Regions from separate parts of the Sus scrofa genome. Here region 2 is linked to region 1. Evidence: chromatin contacts called from public HiChIP or PLAC-seq data. All regions are on one chromosome and are shown on one strand. Each heading gives the region's core, a stretch centred on a gene start, on an enhancer-like site or on the middle of the called end of the contact. The rest is flanking DNA. Distances are from core to core; before and after follow the strand shown. Region 1 overlaps LOC102158121 (a long non-coding RNA gene). Region 2 has its middle 200 kb from the start of FUT8.

Region 1 (2,754 bases), core at 120-2,619:
GACTCACGCTGACCTGGGCTTGAATCCTGGCTCCACCACTTCTGAGGAAGGTTGGCCTCAGGCAAGTGTCTCTACCTTGCGAGCTTGAAGAAGGGGCTGTGAGTATGTCCAGAAGTCATTTGTGAAAGGATGCTCAGCGAGTGGTAATGAGAGATAAGGGGCTCCTGAAACAGGCCTCCACCATTTGGCTCTCAGGCAAGGCTGCAGCAGTAGGACAAGCTAGCTGGGCTCAGCAAGGCAAGCTTGCTGCTCTCACACCCTTGTTGGCAAACATCTGAACTTCACAGTCCCTCCCAGTCCTCCCAAAATCAGCCCCCATCAGCCAGGATTTTTTCTTCTCTGGGTGAGCTGTGCTTCTGAGTGGCCAACCCCAAGGCCTTTCCCTCCTCTTAACCGGGCTCCCTCTCAAAGGTAAAGGTGTTGGACTATCTCCAGCTCTTGGTAGGTAAAGCACATCACATTTTTTCTGGCCTCCTCTTCGTAGGCTCACTCCCCAGCACCTGAGGACAGCAATGCTCTGATTCCAGTCCAGTCCCACTTCAAAGCAGGCCAAGACCCCTGCTGTTCCTCCCTGCCCACCAGCATGCACACAGCATCCCTGCAGGTGCAGACATCAATGTAGAGGCAGGAACTCCAAGCTCAGACCATCCGGGTAACTTAATCATGTCCTTCAGCTGTCACCACCAGAACACAGGACGTCCAGCTCATCCCTTATCCCCGACTGTCTTCTCCATAAGGCTCGGATGTCACCTGGCAATGACGACACCCTTGGAAAAGCATACCTTCCCCACCATCCCAGGCAAAGCCTCATTTTCCACATAGTAGTTTTAGAATAGCACTTCTCCCAAATTCTCTTGAGATGTGACTCAAGACAATGTCATCCTGCCAACTTCTTTTGAGTCCTTCCTAACTCTCCGGAAGCCAGGCTTCCGGCCCCTCCCTCAGCCCTGGGAGCAGCCGGAGCCCTGCTGGGTCAGTAGGATCGAAGCCATCGCCTCTCTTGTGGGTTCACATCTTTCAGGGCCAGCACAGCAGTTACACCAAAGCACTTTCCAAACATCCTGATCTGACAAACAGGAAGCCCCTTGGGCCTGTGGAAGAGTGATGGGGCTTAAACCCTTGCTGGTTTCCCAACCCCAAACAGTCTCTCCTTCCCTGTAACAGAGGGCCCTGCAGGCCTGCTGACAGGAAAGCTGCAGTGCCCAGAGAAGCAGCTTCTGACCGGGAAAGTGAAAGGAACCAAAAAATCTGAACCAAAATCTGAGCCAAAAAAGCTCTGATTACTTATAGGGGCTGGCCTTGGGAGGCCACGGCCAAGTTTTCAGCTCAGAGGAGATAATAAAGAGAGTGTGGAGACAAGGAAAGTGAAACCGAACCTGCCATGGCCGCCGCTGATCGGCTCCCCACCCCAAGGAGGAAGTCATCTCTGCATCGGCCTCCAGTACTGCCGAGACCGTAATCACAGAGGGTGGCCACAGCTTCTGCCAGGCCAGCCTCACCCGCCGCTGGGAGGGGGCCTCACCCGCCCTCCTGCTCCCTTGTCCTCAGATGCCAGCAGAGCCTTCAGGCCAAGAGCCTCAAACCCAACAGGCAGCTGGGATCTGTGGACGTGGTCAGGCTGCTGCTGGAGCAGGAGGCAGGGCCTTTGCACTTCAGGTCTATCGGAAGCACCTGGAGGACATTGGCCCGAAGGACCAGGAGGCCCACCCCCTGCAGGGTTTGCCCCAGCAGCTGAGCAGAGTGGGCTGGCTGGGTTTAAGGGAGATAAGAAGAGGGTTTAAACCAGAGAGAGAGATGGGGCAGGAGAGGGAAAGGAAGTAGGGGAGGGATGGGAGAGAGAAGGGAAGGAAGGGGGAGGGTCCTGGCCAGGAGAGCCTAGTTTTAGTGGAGTGCAATATTTTCCCAGTATAAGCCACCAGACAGCTGTCCATCGTGTTCACAGTTACCCTTAAAAGCTTTACAGGAGATAGTCATTTTTTCAAGTGGCCTAGTGGTTAAGAGTTGGGTCAGGGTTGCCTTAGATAAATTCTAAACCTCCCTTTTCTCATCTATAAAATGATGACAGTATGTTTCTACCTTTAGGGTTGTTGTAAGAATTGAGTGAGGTAATGTTTATAAAGCACTTAAGCACAGTGCCCGGCACATAGTAAACTCTCCATAATTACTACTCTTATTATTTATTACTCTTGTCCTGAGTGGTGGATAAGCATTGAAATGAACAGAGTCTGGTTTCCTGAGGCTAACCCTTATGGAAGATGCATGCACAGCCCTAGAACAAGAAAGATTCAGAAAACCAAATTTCAAAATTGCCAGTGGTAGGACGCTAATGATTTCATCTATAGCCTTCAGTGGATATGGCTTGATTTAGGAAGTGTGTAGCCAGACCCACTGCAGACATGCTCCATTGTGACAAAAGCAGACAATTTTATTTCCCTATTTCTTATTTCTTTTTCTTATAGTAAATTTTCTCTGCCTCTCTCCCAGATAGGATCTACAAGGCCTGGGGATCTTCTTAATAATTTACGGAAAGGGCCAACAGCAGCAAGGAGAGCATTGACACAACCTGGCCCAGTTCTCCAGACCTGCTCATGGCTGTCACTTGGGCTGCAAGCCTTCCTCTTCCTCCCCAGACTGTTCCTGGAAGGTGTGGAGATGCAATGATGCATTCCACGCCCCAGAACTTACTCGTGGTGTCAGCAGACAGACCCAGTGTTTCCAGCTTGAGACCTTCCTTTTTAGCTCAGTTTTCATGAG
Region 2 (2,754 bases), core at 141-2,640, 510 kb before region 1:
CCAAATACCTGGGCACCACTGGGCCGGTGAAGTTGACACATAAAATTAACCATCGTGGGGGAATAATAATTGTCTCTACTAAAGAAAGCGTTGTGAGAATTAAATTACACAAAGAGCTTAGAATGGTGCCCAGCACATAGTAGGCATACAATAATATATTAATGAGATTCATCTGGGAAAATGATTTTGTATCAATCAGAACCAGAAGATTTTACTACAGATGTTGAGGTTAGCTTTAAATTCTTAAAAGATTTTTATTTCGTTATTTTCAACTTGCTTTCATGCCGTTCGTATTTCACAATGGCATGATTAATCAACCAATTCTAGACTTTTGCTCAGAGGGAAAATGTGGCTTAATCACAGGAGAAGGTCAGTGTCTGGGCAGGGAAGATGCCTGCAGTCAGTGGGGTGCTCCCAGCTGTATTGCTGGGCCTGGGGGTCCCATCCCACGGGGAAATAGGGAGTCAGTATGAAGAGGGCCTGCTGATTTACCGGCCAACTGTTCTAGTTAAAACTCAAATAGCAATTTTCTTCTAAATGCAAATCATAGGCCCATTCACCAAATGAATTAATTCAAATGACAATGCTGTAGCAAAGGAATGAGGATTCTGGTTTTTCATCCCTCTGTTTCTTAAAGAAAAAGCAAGGAAGAAGGGGAGGAAAGAAAGGGTCAAGACAGGCAGGATTCCTCAAGATGATTCAATGGTTCTTAGCTCCCAGAAATTACAATAAAAGGATATAAAACTACAGCACCAATTTCTTCAAAATGGCCCTGTTCTTCTCCAGGGATGGCCTGAGTGCTTGGGGGTATTCGTATATAGGTCTTTGAACCAGAAAAGATATTTGAGATCTCAGCCCTTCCTCTATTAAAAACCATCCAGTGACTCCCAGTCCCCCTCCTCTGAAATGAAATTCAAGGTTGTGAAAAAGGCTTCTACCACCCACTAGATCTGGCCCAGCTTCCCCGGCTCTGTCCTCTGCCACCTGGGGGAGGAAACCACACATTTGTCACATTCCCAACCACCACAAGAGCATCTGCCTGGGGGACACTGCAGGGGGGTTACCCCACCCCCAACTTCTGTGGCTATGACCAATGACCCTCTTTCTGCCTTGTGACACCCTCTGGGTGACACCCACCTACCTTCTCAGAGAAGAAGGACACCATTTCAGATAGTGTACAGGAGAGAAGAATTTTAAGTGCAATGCCTACAGGTATTTTATTGTCATTCTACTTTATTAATTAACGGATTCAAGCTTTTTTCGTATTTCTCAGCCTTGGTCTCATTCTCCCATTTCAGAGCTCAAACTAGGCTGAGTCACAGGAGGACACCCTCAAGCACTTAATTTGAATAATGAGACTGTTCAGTTGAGGGAAAGGAGGAAATTAGAGACCACGAGATGGCAAGAGGAAGTTCTAAAGGCAGAAGTTTGACCAGTGGTGAAGTTAGAGAATCTGCAGATATCTAGACAGGGGTAGCTCCGACACTTACTCCCACCTCCTACCTCCCTAGTGTGTCAGGGTCTCCAAGAGCACCAGGTTCAGTGCTTTGCCAGGAAGATGCACATGCCTCAGTCTTCCATCATACTCACAGCTAAGATTTATTACAATGAAAGGACACAAAGCAAAATCAGCAAAGGGAAACAGGCACGAGCTTCCAAGAGTCATATGCCATGGAGTCGTCCAGCCTCACTTAATTCCCCAGGAACAAAGCATGCCAATACGTTTGATACGATGCTACCCAGGAAAGCCTTTCAAGACTCAGGGCCCGGGTTTTACTGGGGGCTGCATGTGTCAGCATCCTCTGCCTACCACGGCAGCAAATTCCAGACTCCCAGAAGGAAAGCAGCTGTTGAACATAAACCACATTGTCTGTGCAAATAGTTTAGGCCCAGCAAGCCTCTCAGCCACCAGGGTGGTGGGAACCCTCCTGACAGCCTGGTGCCCAGGGCCAATCGAGGGAGCAGGCCTTTCAAAGGACAGCAGTCTCAGGCCTGCAGAGTTAGCTCTTTCTTCTTCTTTTCTTTTCTTTTCCTTTCCTTTCCTTTTTTCTTTTCTTTTCTTTCTTTCTTTTCTCTTTCTTTCTTTCTTTCTTCTTCTTTTTGCTTTTTAAGAACCACGTGTGCGGTGTATGGATGTATTTCCCAGGCTAGGAGTCAAATCAGAGCTGTAGCCACCAGCCTACACCACAGCCACAGCAACACCAGATCCGAGCCATGTCTGTGACCTACACCACAGGTCTGGCAATGCTGGATTGGATCCTTAACCCACTGAGCGAGGCCAGGGATCGAACCTGCGTCCTCATGGATACTAGTCCGGTTCGTTACCACTGAGTCACAACGGGAACTCCAGGGTTAGCTTTCTGCATACCCTCCTGGTCTGCTCAGTGTCCCCTGTGGCACTGCCCCTACAGAGAGTCCCACTCTGGGGCAGAGGCCACTATAGGATTCCTCAGGAAAAGCCAAACAAATCTGTTTAACTACATCCATTTCAAGTGACCTTCTCTTCCTGGGGTGTCAGAGCTTCTGTCAAGATCTAAAACATGGCACAAACGAACCTGTCTACAAAACAGAAACAGACTCACAGACTTAGAGAACAGACTTGTGGTTGCCAAGGGGGAGGGGGGAGGGAGTGGATGGATGGGGAGTTTGGGGTTAGTAGAGGCAAACTATTACATTTAGAATGGAGAAATAATCAGGTCCTACTGTACAGCATAGGGAAATGTGTCCAATCTCTTGGGATAGAACATGACGGAA

Evidence for each region. HiChIP or PLAC-seq counts read pairs in DNA pulled down with a chosen protein or histone mark.
Region 2: a contact with region 1 is called in an H3K27ac HiChIP or PLAC-seq map of alveolar macrophages. The contact joins two enhancer-like sites. A contact is called at or near these places in 3 of 47 Hi-C or Micro-C datasets (adipose tissue, blood and liver) and 1 of 2 datasets of contacts at active chromatin or transcription factors (alveolar macrophages).

The regions. Positions count from the first base shown.
Region 1 is chr7:89,210,401-89,213,154 of Sscrofa11.1, reverse strand. It overlaps LOC102158121 (a long non-coding RNA gene), which reads left to right. Exons shown (of 3, transcript XR_304613.2): 3 at 2,485-2,754. Among named protein-coding and RNA genes, the nearest start is that of MAX, 44 kb to the right of the region's middle. Within about 2 kb of position 1,369, at least 44 of the 83 cell types and tissues checked have an H3K27ac peak or open chromatin away from gene starts, as enhancers often do. A contact at or near this core is called in alveolar macrophages, where this site is marked.
Region 2 is chr7:89,720,912-89,723,665 of Sscrofa11.1, reverse strand. No RefSeq gene overlaps it. Among named protein-coding and RNA genes, the nearest start is that of FUT8, 200 kb to the right of the region's middle. Within about 2 kb of position 1,390, at least 8 of the 83 cell types and tissues checked have an H3K27ac peak or open chromatin away from gene starts, as enhancers often do. A contact at or near this core is called in alveolar macrophages, where this site is marked.